Linked DNA regions of Hordeum vulgare: region 2 is linked to region 1. Evidence: chromatin contacts called from public Hi-C data. All regions are on one chromosome and are shown on one strand. The core of a region is the stretch at or near the end of the contact, and the rest is flanking DNA. Distances in the headings are between cores, read along the strand shown. Region 1 overlaps LOC123402493 (putative FBD-associated F-box protein At1g05080). Region 2 has its middle 95 kb from the start of LOC123404768.

Region 1 (7,518 bases), core at 1,851-4,350:
TTCAGGCATTACCGGTAAAGTATCGGGAGTGACGAATGGGTTCCCGGGTTTTACCTGGAGGGGCCACCCACCCGAGAGAGAACCTAATAGACCTAAAGGTGGTGCACCAACCCTTAGTGGGCTGGTGCGGCCAGCCCAATAAGGCTATTTCGGCCAAGGAGCAAAAGAAGGGAAAAGAGGGGAAAAGGGAAGGAGGAGATAAGATGGAATCTTACTAGGAATAGGATTGGAGGTGGCCTCCTCCACCTCCTCTCCACTTCGGCCGAACCCTTAGGGGGTTTGTGGCTGCCTCCTCCCCTCCCTCCCTCCTATATATACTAGAGGATTTTGAGGGCAGCCCCAACCCTAATACGCCACGGCTTCCCTCTCTTTCTCTAGATCGTTTTCTCCTCTAGATTAGTTCCGCGGAGCTTGGCGAAGCCTTGCTGGATTAGTTCACCATCACCGCCACCACGCCGTCGTGCTGGAGAACTCATCTACCTCTCCAACACTCTTGCTGTATCAAGAAGGCGGTGATCGTTATCGAGTTGTGCGTGTGCTGAACGTGGAGGTGCCGTCTATTCGACACTAGATCGGGAAGGATCGTGATGATATCGCGGGATGGATCATGATGAGATCGCGGGACGAATCGTGATGAGATCGCGGGACGAATCGTGATGAGATCGCGGGACGGATCGTTATTGGATCGCGAAGGCGTACGACTACATCAACCGCGTTATATACGCTTCCGCTTAGCAATCTACAAGGGTATGTAGATGCACTCTCCCCTTTCGTAGATGGTCATAACCATGGATAGATCTTGTGTGCGTGTAGGAAAATTTTTGTTTCCCATGCGACGTTTCCCAACACGGCATGTACGACCACGGTGGGATATGGCAATGAGATGCTCTTCTGAGAGGATAGATGTCTTGGCAGCTATCGAGTGGAGGAAGTTGCCCCCCTGAACTATGCAAAGATTCCCAAAAGGTTCATATCTACATGCATGGTCTTTGAAAGCTCTATCGAACAACTTCTGGGATGCAGGGATCAGGCCCGATCTCACACTCACTATGCTTGCGCAGTTCCTTGATCTGTGGCAGCGTGTTCGCGAGGTCCACACAACGGATAATGCACGCGACCGTTTTTTGTGGGCTTGGGAGAGGAATGACATGTTCTCTCCCAGATCAGTTTATGCAGCCAAGTTCACGAGATTTGAGGTGGCACCTACGGCGACCTTCACCTGGAAGTCGAGGCCCCCCTGAAGCTTCGCTTCTTTGCATGGCTGGCCATCAAGAATAGATGCTGGACCTCCGATGTGTTGGTGCAGAGGGGGCTTCCTCACTAGGCTGTGTGCCCCTTCTGCGTCCAACATGATGAAACCATGAATCATCTAATGATCGGATGCATGTTTGCAAGGGAGATCTCAAGATGGTTTGCAGGGCTTTGGGGGCAGCCGAGACGCGCACCCATGGTGGACGAGTCCTTCCCGATTGGTGCACAAGATAGGAGGCCTTCAGACAACACCGGAAGATGGCTAGGGCGATGTGCATCCTTGTCATGTGGGAGTTGTGGACTCACCGCAATGTGATCGTCTTCCATGGTGCAACACCTTCTACACGACACGTGCTAGAACGCATACGAAGCGAGACCCGAGATTCGAAGCATGTCGGACCCTTGAGAGGAGATGTCGATGAGTTTGTAGCCGGGTTGATAGTGTGGGGTAGTAGCGAGTAGTCGTAGATGCTTGCTTTGGTGGTGTGGCAATAAAACGCATGTAAATAACTCTGTACCAAACAATGTGAAGGGAGTCTTTCATATCCTTCTTTAATATATGATACGCACACTCGTGTGTATTTGAGAGAGAAAAAATAGATGCTTAGTACGTATGCGAAGATATAATGAACAGGTGCGTCATGTCAATAAATATATTTCTATATAAATATACAAAAAATGATTTGGAAGATGAAGATACCACTCAAAAATAAAATCTTTGTGTGGTACTTCGCTGAGGAGTCATTTTTATTAAAGATAACCTTACTTAGAGGAATTGGCATGGAAGTGTGTAATGTATTTTTTGTCATCATGATGAGACCATAAGAAGCTTGTTCTTCCTATGCAGATTGGCTCCTTCTGTATGGCCAGTCATTCAATTAGCTTATGGCTTATGTTCAAGGACGAATTTAGGGGGGGGGGGGGGGTCTAGTCCTCCCCCTAACAAATTAATTCTTCTTCTATGATATCGGTTGTTGCAGCCAAAAAAATCACTCCATGTGAGCTTTGGCCCCTCCATGAATAAACTTCCCCCGCATGAATGAATGTTGGCTTCGTCCCTGCTTGTGTTCTCCACGTAATGTTGCTAATATTTTTGTCAACTGGTTACATGAGATCAATAACAAGTTTAGAATTCTTCTCAAGGTGACAACGCTTGTCGTGATTTGGTCATTTTGGCTACGTAGGAATGATAAGATTTTTAACGATAAAGTTCTTCTCTCTTCAAGTTATCTACAGGTGCACCGGTATGCTATGTTTATGGTCGTTTCTACAACGTATGAATAATCAAAACCTGTTTACCAACATGTGTACATGCTTGGAGGCTACAACGATGGATAGTTTTACCCGATATAAACAGTAGCAAGATCTTCGAATTGGCCCTACTACGTCTTAGGCGTTATACAGTCTCTTCATGATTACTTGTATTTTGATATTTTTGATTTTTTTAGAACTTGAATTGGATTATGGTTGTGTGCATCTCAGTTATGTAGAAACCGTATGTAATGCTTAAATTTTTAAATGATAAAATGTTCTTTATCGGCAAAAGTATAGAAGTGAAGAGGTGCGTTATGTGGATAAATATGTATGTGCACGTAAGCGAAGATGTACAGAATATATACAAGGTCAATACATTCCAACAGACTCTACCTTGCACTGTGCGAGATAGGAGATAAAGAGTAGATTTTGTATGCGAGTTAAAGGAATACGGTGTCGTTATTTGGCTAAAAAAGGGAATACGGTGTCATTTAGGCTTAACGAGATTTATAATATGATTTGATATCCCACTTGCTTCAACCCGAGGCAAGACAGGATGACAGGATGCATATAAGGACTACGAGGTAAGGCTGGCTGTAATAGAAAACACTATTCTTTGCTGTGTGCGAAGCGGGGGATCACACAGAGTGGGAGAGGGATCGATTACAAATGGCTGGCCTATTTAGTGAGGGTGCAGCGTTCCGGTTTTAGGATTTTCTAGAGGTTCCTAGTTGGGTTTTTCGGTTTTGGGAAACTTCTAGAAAGTTTCTGAACCGGCTTTTTCCTTTTCCATTTTTTTTGTTTCTTTTTTCTCTTTTCTATATCTGTTTCAAAAAATATTTTTGGATTGTCTAAAAATGTTATCGATTTTAAAAAATTGTTATGTATTTTCCAAAAGATGATATTGGTTTTAAAATTTGTTCTAAAGATTCAAATTTGTTCTCTGTTTTAAAATATGTTCTTAACATTCAAAAAAGGTTCGTGCTTTAAAAGTTGTTCCGCTTTCAAATTTGTTCGGGTTTTATTTCAAAATTGGTCTCCGTTTCAAAATTTCGTTCTCAAGACTAAAAAAATATTCGTGCTTGAATAAATTATTCGTGCTTCCAAATTTGCTCAGGATTTTCAAACTTGTTCTCGGTTTCAAACTTTATTCTCAAGATTCAAAAAGTGCTCGTGTTTTAAAAATTTGTTCACGCTTCCAAATTTGGTTGGGGTTTTTAAAAATTGTTCTCCGTTTCAAAATTTTGTTCTTAAGATTCAAAAAATGTGCACGCTTTAAAAAAATGTTTGCGCTTCCAAATTTGTTCAGGATTTTTAAAAAATTGTTCTCAAAATACAAAAAATATTCGTGCTTTTAAAATTTGTTCGTACTTCCAAATTTGTTTAGGGTTTTTCAAAAATTTGTTCTCAAGATTCAAAAAATGTTTGTGTTCAAAAAACAATCGCGCTTCCAAATTTGTCCATGATTTTTCAAAATTATTCTCGGTTTCACAATTTGTTCTCAAATTTTAAAAAATGTTTGTGCTTTAGAAATTTGCTCGCACTTTCAAATTTGTTCGGGGTTTTTCAAAATTGTTCTCCTTTTCCAAATTTTGTTCTAAAGAGTCAAAAAATGTTTGTGCTTTTAAAAATTGGTCGTGCTTCCAAATTTGTTCATGATTCAAAATTGCTCTCGGTTCTAAAATTTGTTCTCAAAATTCAAAAAAAGTTCGTGATTTAAAAATTTGTTCGCACTTTCAAATTTGTTTGGGGCTTTTCAAAATTTTATTCTCAAGATTCAAAAAATGTCCGTTCTTTAAAAAAATGTTCACACTTCCAAATTTGTTCACGATTTTTCAAAATAGTTCTTCAAATTTGAAAAATGATTTTGCTTCAAATACAAAAAAAGTAAAAAACGAAAGAAAAAACAAACCAAAAAAAGAAATAAATAGAAAATGAAAAAAGTAACAAAAAAGAAACAAAACTAGGCTGGCCCAGTGGGGGCGCCTGCCTTGTGCGGCGGAGGAGTCCGTGCCGCAATGAGCGGCAAGTAGGAGCTCCTGGCTGTAATGGGGTATCACGGGAGAGGTGTTTTGGCCTGAAAAATAATAGTAATATTTTCAAAAAATTCTAAAAACGATTATAGATATTTGTGTTAGTGTCTCAAGCATGTTTGACAATTTTCATGCGAAAATGGAGTAGTGATGTTTCGTTGGTGAAAAAAAACAAATTTGGATGTGACATTTTGGGGTATATCTCGCCTTGGGCCGGGCCCTAAAAATCCCACAGCAGAAAACTAAGGCCCGGGCACTACCATCGGGCCTCCTTTGAAGCCTAAGCCCGGCCCATCTGTCGAAAAGCTCGTCGGGCTTGGGGCCATGGGCTGGGCCTCTTCCTTAAAATCCTAATATGTCAAGCCCAAGTCCAGCCCGGGCCTGCTGGTGGGCTCTAAACTTAGGTCCAAGCCCGGCCCACGGGCAAGCCCATAGGGCCTAGGCCCTATATTTTGGGGTCGGTCGGGCCGGAGATGCCTAGGTATATTTTGGGGTAACAATCCATGTTTAATTTGCTTTTTTGTATAGGCAAAATGCTTTACCTTTTTAGCCTAACAATTTTGAGGTAGCATTTGGATGTGACAAAGAACACATAATATTTTTGTTAGAATTGTTTTGACATATTAAAATTCATTTTTCATGGACAGGAGCACGCGCTTCCGGGAGCCGAATTGCATTTTGATGTATCATATATTAATATCATGCATATGATACTAGTGTATGATACTACATTCATAGTGCATAATACATTCATAATGCATAGTATTATACTAGAAGGATTGGACGCGCTTTGCTGCGTTATTGAATTTGTATGGATTTTCAAATTTCGTTAATCATTCTACTTCAAAATATATGGTGTATTACTTTTTTGAAAGTCAAACCTCTTTGAATCTGATTAAATTCGTAGAGAAATATATCAGAGTTCATAATATTAAAACAGTGTTATTATTAGATTCATCAGAAAATGAATTTTCATTTTTTTTTAATATTGTGGAAGTCAACATTTTTGGCTCTCAACTTGGTCAAAAGTATAGAAATTTGAATTTTCAAAAATACTAATAATCCTTATATTTTGTGTGATTTTGATATGAGGTTCACGTTTGTTGTTTCCGGATGGTCCGGATCTGTTCATGACACACGTGTATGGAGCGATGCCATAGTTCGTTACGATCACTTTCCACAACCCCCAAAAGGTAATCTCTCTCATGTGTCCATATAGTAATATTCAACATGGTATGCTATAAATTTTTAATGTCTTATGTTGATGTCCTATTGTAGATAAATATTATCTTGTCGACTCCGGATATCCAAACAGGGTTGGTTATCTAGCACCATACAAAGGGCAACGATACCATGTATCATATTTTCAACAACACCCGCCAGTTGGGAGATATGAGACGTTCAACCATCGACATTCTTCTTTGCGAAATGTCATCGAAAGAACATTTGGTGTTCTGAAGATGAAATGGCGAATTCTCAAAGACATACCTCGGTACAAACCGGAGACCCAATAAATGATTGTCACTACATGCATGTGTCTCCACAATTGGATCCGTGATAGCAAGTTACGTGATGAGCATTTCGACAAGTTTGACAATGATGCATACGTCAAACCTCCATTGCCGTTTACACGTGCCAACGCTCTACCACCAAAAGATGATGGTACCATAAACGCAACACGTGAGTCGATTGCTGCTAGTCTTGTACCTTGAGAGTATTCTTTTTTTTAGTTTATGCACTTGCCGTCATGAACAAAACTTTAAACCCATTGTAATATTTAGCATTTTTTATGACATCCGTAAAATACACTTTTGTTAAGTATTCGATAGTTATAGTAAATTAATACACAACCTGTACAAGAAGAAATTGATTCTTAATCGTAAAATGCTTGCACAAGTAGCTGTATCAAAAAAAAAGGAATTTAACTCTTTCATGCTTACTTTAACTAGTTATTTCGGTTTTCTACTGGCTGCTTTAACTATAACCCCAGCTCTATTTATTGGCTTGAACAAGATAAGAGTGTTAACAATTCATCAAACAACTTTCGTCTAAGGACAGTACAGACATTTCAATACAACAACACTTTTCAAAATCTAAAAGTACAATCTCTGAAAAGAACTCGACGACAGATTCTGGAAGAAGCTGATTCTGGAAGAATTTTTCATAATCCTGATTCTCTAGAATACAGGGTGAAAAGAACTGGGCCTTAATATGATACGGTATCATGATATGATATGATACTCAACCTTTTTTCTGCATTTAATTCTCACCTCATCAAAATTACCTACTCCCTTCGTTCCTAAATACAAGTTTTTTAAAGAATTCAATAGTAATTACATACAAAGTGGAACCTCTAAAAAGACATATATCTTTTTAAAGAATTCAATAAATCTCATAAACCTACACCGTAAAGTATGTCTATATACATCCATATGTAATTCACTAGTGGAACCTCTAAAAAGACATATTTATAAACAGAGGAAATACTTCCTCAATTCCTAAATATAAAGTCTTTTAAGATATTTCACGACGAACTACATACAGATGTATATAGATATATTTTAAAGAAACTATATACGGATGTATATAGATATATTATAGATTCTTTTATTTGGCTTCGTATGTAATTCATAGTAAAATCTCATAAAAGACTTTGTATTTAAAAACAAAAGGAGTAGTTGGCATGCATGATGATACTTTCATTACGACCAGCGCGAAAACGCAAGTGCTTCTGCATCTTCGATCACACCAGAAGGCACAGATTGGTTCAGAAGTTCCAGCCGCTACAGACATAAATTTTGTGATGTAACATCGACGAAACACACGACATTGATTACATCAGTCATCATTCCGATAGAAGCAACAGCTGCAGGTAGACACTTAACAGAATATGCGAATAAAGCTACCCATGCTAGTACAAGTAGAACCCTCTCCAACAGAACTCTTCCCAGCCTTCACAGAGCACATTCCGGCAACCGAA
Region 2 (7,518 bases), core at 2,068-4,567, 190 kb before region 1:
CCTCCGCGAGCCGCGCCTAGTGCGTTGCCTCCTCCTCCTTGCGTCGCTCTTCCTCCTCGCTTACATGGAAGACAGCCGCGAGCTCCTTCTGGTTGGCGGTCTCCGCCTCCTGGTCCTCGTTGCGCTCGGTGAGGGGCGGCGGGATGCCAGCCCGCACGTCGCGAACGCCTCGTCGATGTTGTTCCTCGTGCTCAAACGCAAACCAGACCTCTCAATCGGAAGAGTCTGCAGCGTAGGTGGGGGTGAGCCATTGCTCCAGCATCAACTGCTGCCACCGGCGATGCACCTCCTCCACGCGTGCCCGTACCGACCGCGGCACCATTGGCAAGTCATGTGGCAGCGTGATGCCGGGGTAGGGGAGGGGGATGCAGTGCTCCAAGTGCCACCTTGCCGGTGCACTCGGATGCTTATCCATTGCCGAGGTGAGTGGCAAGACGACAACAGAGGCAGGAGGAGCATGCGCGAAGGGCCGGCGGAGGCCTTGTCCTTGTGTCTTGCCGCCTGAGAAGAAGCCCTTGGTGGCTAGGGTTGTCGCCTATGGGGGAGCAGAGGGGTGGCTAGATGGGGACACACATGTGGATGAGGATGAGGACCCCCCCTCCCGCATGCTCGGATAAAAAAAGGTCGTCCACAGTTGCTGACGCATGGGCCCGCGCTCAACGGTCATCATTAATAAAGACACATGCGGTAGTTGACTCACCACCATGTGGGGACACGATGGACACCGAGAGGACGTGCAACGCGTCCGCGCTTACGCATTTCAGACCCAAATTTGGGTCGGAAATGGGTCCGTACGGACGTGTTTTGGCAATGGGTCGGCACGTTGGGCCATCATTTTTGTCCGCAGTGAGCCAAACATACGGTGGCGGACAAAATGGGTCTCCGCATCGCGTCGACTCAAACACACACTATTTTGTGTGTTTTTCGTCCTTATGGATCGACTGTCTGCTCGTCATCCATTCCGTTTTGCTTTGGGTCGGTAGTGCGCCCAACGCGTTGATCCATTTCATGTCCGCACATAATTTTTAGAAGGCCCGTAATCATAGATCATGCCATTGGCCATGCCATCATAGAAAGTTCATGTTAGCACTATGTTAGCGGCCGACACATGCGAGCCTCCAAAAAGATTCACCGCATAGTTCATGTTGACGCACTTGCCATCGGCCGACGCACATGCCACCACACAAAAAGGGGCAGGAGTTCAACCACGCCATCTCGGCCATAATAATGCCAACACACTTGCCGACATCCAAAAAAGGATGACGCTCTCCCTCATAGATCACTCGTCATCGAACTTGAGCATGTCGGCCTACATTTTCTCGGACCATGGCCTCTTCCTCGGTGTCACCGCGCACAAGTCCACCTTCATGATCTCCAGCCCCGTCATCATGCTAGCGAGCGCCTCTTCTTTTTTCCTTGGTATTGACATTGACAGACTCGATCTCGAGCATCTTCGCTTGCTTCTCCGCCTACATCTTGAGCATCTTCGTTTGCTTCTCTGCAACAAGCCGAAGCCTCCTCCTTTGGATCTCCATGAAGGTGTTCATTTGCTCTTCATTGTCTTGCCAACACTTTTCCTTCCTTATGTCCTTCTTGCTCATCATGTCCTCCAAGGTGGCATGCAAGGCAATCGAAGCCGCATCACGCTTGTCTCCTTCTTGGAGATGGTCTTCCCCCGTGGTCGTGGCTTCTCGTCCTCACCATTCTCCATGACGGCTTCATCCCCCCATGCACCTTGATGGCGGCATATTGTGTCTTAAACTTCTCGTCCCCATTGATGATCATCCAACAATGGGTGAGATTGAAGGGCTTGCCATCATGTTGGGCCTTGAATGCCTCCAAATCTTGAAATGCCTACAAATGAATAGCATGCAAGCATATTGGCAAATGGACATGTAGGCACAATGAAAATAGATACGAAGAGGGGCCAATATATGCCATATGTTTGATGCCGAGGCCGCTCACGGGATGTGCTTCGATGCTCTTAAGGATTACACAAAACTTGTTGCACTCTTGTTGTATCACCCTCCATCGCTTCAAGAGAGACACCCACCCGCGCTTGTTCTCCATTTGGGACGACATGAACTTCTTGCGTTCATGGTACCAGTGTGGCGTCGAGGTTGATGGCCATGGGAGCGGGCGTGGACGGCGCCACCATGCTCACCTTCGGCGAGCATTCCTCAAAGAAGCGAGAGGCGTGCAGATAGACATGGAAGCCAAGAATCGACAACGGCAGATGCGCGTGATGACTCTGGTAGTACCACCCGAGGGAATGTTGACGACCCCGTGCTGGCCGCGACCACAGCGGTGCTGACGAGCCCGTGATGGCCAAGGTTTAACCCTAGGAAGAGCAGGGCCTCCTTCGTTGCCGCGACTACTCGGGTATTGGTTTCCTGCTGCTGTGCAGCGATGACCGTGACTTCGAGCTTGCGGTCCTAGGCGTGCTTCAAGTCCTTCCTCTTGGTGGAATGCATGGCTCACTCCTCGGGAGTCAACTACTTTTCTTGGGCGGCGTCGCTGTCTTGCGAGGCGCGGGGGACTTGCCTTTGACGGAGGCGACAGAAGAGAGGGAGGCGAGGCCGGTGGGGGCGTCGAGGGTCGGCACATCGACCATGGTGAGTGGCTGGGATCTCAAGCGTGCGGGAGTTTTTTTTTGGAAAAATGAGGATGAGAAATAGGTCGTGTCGTGTCCGCGCCAACGTAAATAAGGCCCAAATTTAAGCTGAAAATGGGTCGGCAGACGCAAAAAAAAAATGGACGCTCGTCCATTTGGATCCGGGCGTTGGGCTGAATTTTGTGTTCGTTTTGACCCAAACAAATACACATGAAGGAAATGGATTGGTGGGAGTTTTTTACTAACACAGTACGGACGAAAGCGCTCATATACACGCCCATACACTCATCTTTTTGAACGCACACATGTACATCCTATCCCTTTGAGCACCTCCGTAAGACTGAGCCGGCATATCATCTTGAGATTTATAAAGTTAGTGTATGCGTCTCGACGTCGACGGAAACGTCTCCTTTACTAAAAACGTATCACTGAAAATCTTAAAATAAATTTAGAAATAACACACACATCAAGACTTAAAACCTTGATAGTTTAAGGATATCAGTGTTTTTTTAATCATCCAATCACAGTTTGATTTACATCGTTGCGTTGGAATTGCAGTAACATCTTTTTTCCAAGGAAGCAAAGTCAATGTCCAATATCCCATGTTCAGGCAACGTGAACGCACATGGGCCGCGAGCACTAGTCGTAGAGGAGCCCGAGAGAGCGTGTCGCAACAACTTCGTCTAAATGCGCGAGTCGTAGTCAACAAGTCCGAATCAGTGCTTAGATACTCTTGGTAGCCTGTCTACATGGCTACCTACATACTACTGCTTCATAGCAATACACGGGATTTGGCTGTTGACGACTTGAGATAGGGGAGCAGCAACCGATCCTGTTGTTTGTTTATTTCCTTTTCTTTTTGTCGGTGTTCTTGCTGTTGGGGGTTCACTGTACCTACGAATAAATACGACTGTTTAACACAGTTTGGCGCGAGAGTATATACATACCATCGTGTACTCCCTCCCTTCCTAAATATAAGTCTTTTTAGAGGTTCCACTAGTGGACTACATACGGATGTATATAGACATACTTTAGAATGTAGATTCATTCATTTTGCTTCGTATGTAGACCCCTAGTGAAATCTCTTAAAAGACTTATATTTAGGAACGGAGAAAGTAGTTAGCAAGTACGTATTTTAATTGCTGTGATGTTGACTGACCACACGAAATTAGGTACAACGAGAGATCATCTGTGCGTGTACCAAATTTATGGAACATTTTGATTTCATTGGTAGATGACTAGCAACATAGCCTTTGTGTTGCAACGAAACAAAAGAAAAAATAACATACTCTTAATCCAATAACCACGACTTAAGACCATAATAGAATCATGTCCTTTTAGCGTGGCATCATATTTGTGTTGCCGTTTATATCCTCCTTCTCACCTTTTTAGTGGGGCATCATATCTCTGTTGTCATCATATATTTGTGTTCTTTTTGTATTCCTTCTTTCGTTTTTCTTGAGCGTGATTGTGTTATTTCCACCCAACACTTATTTCGTTATCCTACTTGCGATACGCTAAGATGCGACCCTTTACCCCTTTTGAGGCCTCGTCCCTAAATAAGAAAAGTACCGCATCTTGGTCGTTACAGAAAGTAAAGATCATTTTTATTGAACCTTGTTTTAATGGAAGAATGGACCGGGGGGCCATAGGTTGACTAGAGACATCTCTCTCGAAAAGAAGGCAAATGTCATGGTAACAAATTACTGTTGGGCGATTGACAAGAATAGCAATGAGTATGACTATGATCATTCATGACATAATCTCATCAGTAGACTGTTAATCCAACTGCATCTACTACTATTACTCCATCCCAAGACCGCTATCCAGAAAGCATCTTAAAGCATTAATTTCAAAGAAACAGAGTAATACTTTAAGCACGATGACAAATGTAGACACGAAGAAACGTAGCAATAAGATACAATCTCACCGGTTTCTTATTAGTGGCAACAATATAATATATGTCTTGTCCCCATTCTATAAATGGGATATAGAAATCAACACAAGAATGACTCCACTACTATGCACCACTTCCTCTGGTGAAGATCTACCAATCAATCTTCGCCGGAGAAGACAAATAGATCGAAAATCATACATACAACAAATAAGTTATAAAGTATTAAAATAAATTAAATGAACAATCTGATCATAAACTCAAAATTCATCATGTCCCAATAAACATATTGCAAAATTACATCGTATCGATCCCAATTAAACAGGGAAGAAGGGGAACATGGCATTGAAGATACAGAAAGAGAGAGAGAAGTAACCATCTTTCTACTACTATGGAGAAGTAGGTCCTGAAGAAAGTACTCACACATTGTCGTGCAGGTAACAAGGATGATGAAGATGCCTCCTCCAATGGATCCCCTCCAACAAAACTCCAAAACACGGCTCATGAAGGCTTTGGAATAGAGGCTTGCGGCAGCGATATTTCTCTTTAGAAAGAACGATAGTGGTTTGTTATTTATAGGAATTTACGGCAATGGAATTAGTTGAAAAAGTGGATCAAGGGGTCCCAAAATCCTAGGTGACACGACCACCGCCTGGCTGTGCCACATGGGCTTGTGGGGCCTTCGTGACTCCTCTCGATGACTCCCAAAGCTTCGAGTGTTCCTTATGGTCCATAAAAATCATCAAAAATGGCATCATGTTTGAACCATCGCAGGTATTTTTTTTTGTAGAACGAAAAACAAGAAAAAAATAGAAACTCACACTTGGCACTAGATTAATAGGTTAGTCCTAAAATAGTACAAATTGCTATAAAAAGTATATAAAAGCGATAACATCCCTAATCTTCATTACAAATATGTTTTAGACGTAGAACACCCAAGCTTGATTCCTGTTAGTCATTGATACGTCTCCAATGTATCTATAATTTTTATTGCTCCATGATATTATATTACCAATCTTGGATACTTTATATGCATTTATATGTTATTTTATATAATTTTTGGGAACCAACCGATTAACCTAGTGCCTAGTGATAGTTGATGTTTTCGGCATGTTTTTGGCTTTTCAGGAAATCAACACCAAACTACAGCGGAACTTTTTGACAGTTTTTTCTCGACAAAAATAAGACATGGAAGCTTTGGAGGGAGACCGAGGGCCACACAGGGTGGTTCCAAGCCAATATGGCGCGCCCAGGGGGTTGGCTACACCCTCATGGCTTGGGACCACCTCCGGTCGGCTCTAATATTGGGAAAACATCGAAGAGCCACCCGGATCACTTTCTCCGCCATCATAAGCTTCGGTTCCACCATGATCCCATCTGGAGCCCTGTTCACATGCCCTGCCGGAGGGGGATCAATCACAAAGGGACTCTACATCAACCTCGTTGCTCCCTGATACGTCCCAAACGTATCTATAATTTCTGTTTGTTCCATGCTCTTTTGGGTGACATTGTTATATGTTTTGCTACACTTTTATATCTTTTTACACATATTTGGACTAACCTACTAACTCAGTGCACCCAGTGCCAGTTTCTGTCTTCTGATGTCTTTTAATTGCAGGGACTTTACCCTAATTTACAGAGCCTCAAAAATCCCGAGAATATATATAAAAACAGCGTGACGAAAGCTTCACGAAACACCAAGGTGGGCCATAGGGGAGTCGGGCCTCACCCAGGCGGCAAGCTTGCGCGGGCTCCCTGCTGGCCGCGCCACCAGGCCGCCTGGTTGGAGGGTCCACCCCCTGGCGCCCTCCTTTGGCCTATATTTATCCCTCGGACGGAAAACCCTAAAGATATATCAAGAATCGTTAATTTCTCCACCTTGCCGCCGTCGCAGCGCTTCCGAGATCGGGAGCGCCAGAAGACCTCTTCCTGGCACCCTGCCGGAGGGAGGACTGACCTCCGGGAGCTTCTCCACCACCATGGATGCTTCCCGGACGTGTCATGAATAGTCCTCCTTGGGCCATGAGTCCATGACCAGTAGCTATGTGATGTCTTCTCTCCAATCTTGTGCTTCAATGCTTAGTCCTTGTGAGCTTCCCTACATGATCAAGGCATCTATGTAATTTACCTGCTGTTGCTATGTTGAGTTTGCTGGGATCCGATGGATTATGAGATTATGTTCAGATTGTGCTAAGTTATATATTTGGTTCTCCTTTTATATTATGTTCTTGAGTAATTCATGCATGTTCTCCGTTGCTTTTTATTGCTTTGTCCGAGTAGTAGATTGTAACTCCAAGAGGGAGCGTTATGCATGATTGTGGGTTCATGCCCCCTGATGTCTAGCTTGAGTGCGAGAAACATGAGACTAAGGGATGTGTTGTTGCCACCAGGGAGAAAACAACGGTGCTTGTGACCACGGTTACAAGGATTGTTTACCTTACGCGAAGTTCGTTAATATAGTTGTCTGTTGCTTTGAGTTTACACTTTGGATGGGGCTCGCAACTTAATACCAACGAGATGTTCTGGATAGATATCTCAAGGTGGATGATTAGAGAGTAGATGATGATGGATAAACGGTCTACTTGTCTTGGAGTACTCCCATTACTTTTGAGCCTCTAACTTTCTAGTAGCATGATTAGCATTGCGGTGCGTTTATAATTCTGTCAATTTCCCAACTGTAATTTGTTTACCCAGCATAGTTGTTTCTCGTCTTTTGGGAGAGAGACATCACTAGTGAACATCATGGGACTCTGGTCCATATTACCACCACTGTTTACACCTCCACTATTTACTGCTTTTTTTTTAGTTTTCCGTTGCAACCACTATCGCTATTCCCGCTTGTGTTTTGATCCTTTGCAAACTACAAGGCCGAAGAGATTGATAATCTCTCTGAACTCGTTGGGAGCAAAGTTATTTGTTGTGTGTGTAGGTCCACGTCTTCTGCTAGCGCGAGAGTAGCAAACACCTACTTGTTGATCCTGGATTCCTCCTGGCTCGATAAACCTTACAG

What was found. Hi-C and Micro-C count contacts between places; a contact is called where the count stands out from the background.
Region 2: a Hi-C map of leaf shows a contact between it and region 1, with 4 times the contacts expected there. The contact joins two enhancer-like sites. A contact is called at or near these places in 3 of 6 Hi-C or Micro-C datasets (leaf and seedling).

The regions. Positions count from the first base shown.
Region 1 is chr6H:110,561,758-110,569,275 of MorexV3_pseudomolecules_assembly, reverse strand. LOC123402493 (putative FBD-associated F-box protein At1g05080) reads right to left here. Exons shown (of 3, transcript XM_045096416.1): 3 at 7,301-7,518. Among protein-coding and RNA genes, the nearest start is that of LOC123402493, 12 kb to the right of the region's middle. Within about 2 kb of position 3,100, at least 2 of the 3 cell types and tissues checked have open chromatin away from gene starts, as enhancers often do. A contact at or near this core is called in leaf, where this site is marked.
Region 2 is chr6H:110,749,375-110,756,892 of MorexV3_pseudomolecules_assembly, reverse strand. No RefSeq gene overlaps it. Among protein-coding and RNA genes, the nearest start is that of LOC123404768, 95 kb to the right of the region's middle. Within about 2 kb of position 3,317, at least 2 of the 3 cell types and tissues checked have open chromatin away from gene starts, as enhancers often do. A contact at or near this core is called in leaf, where this site is marked.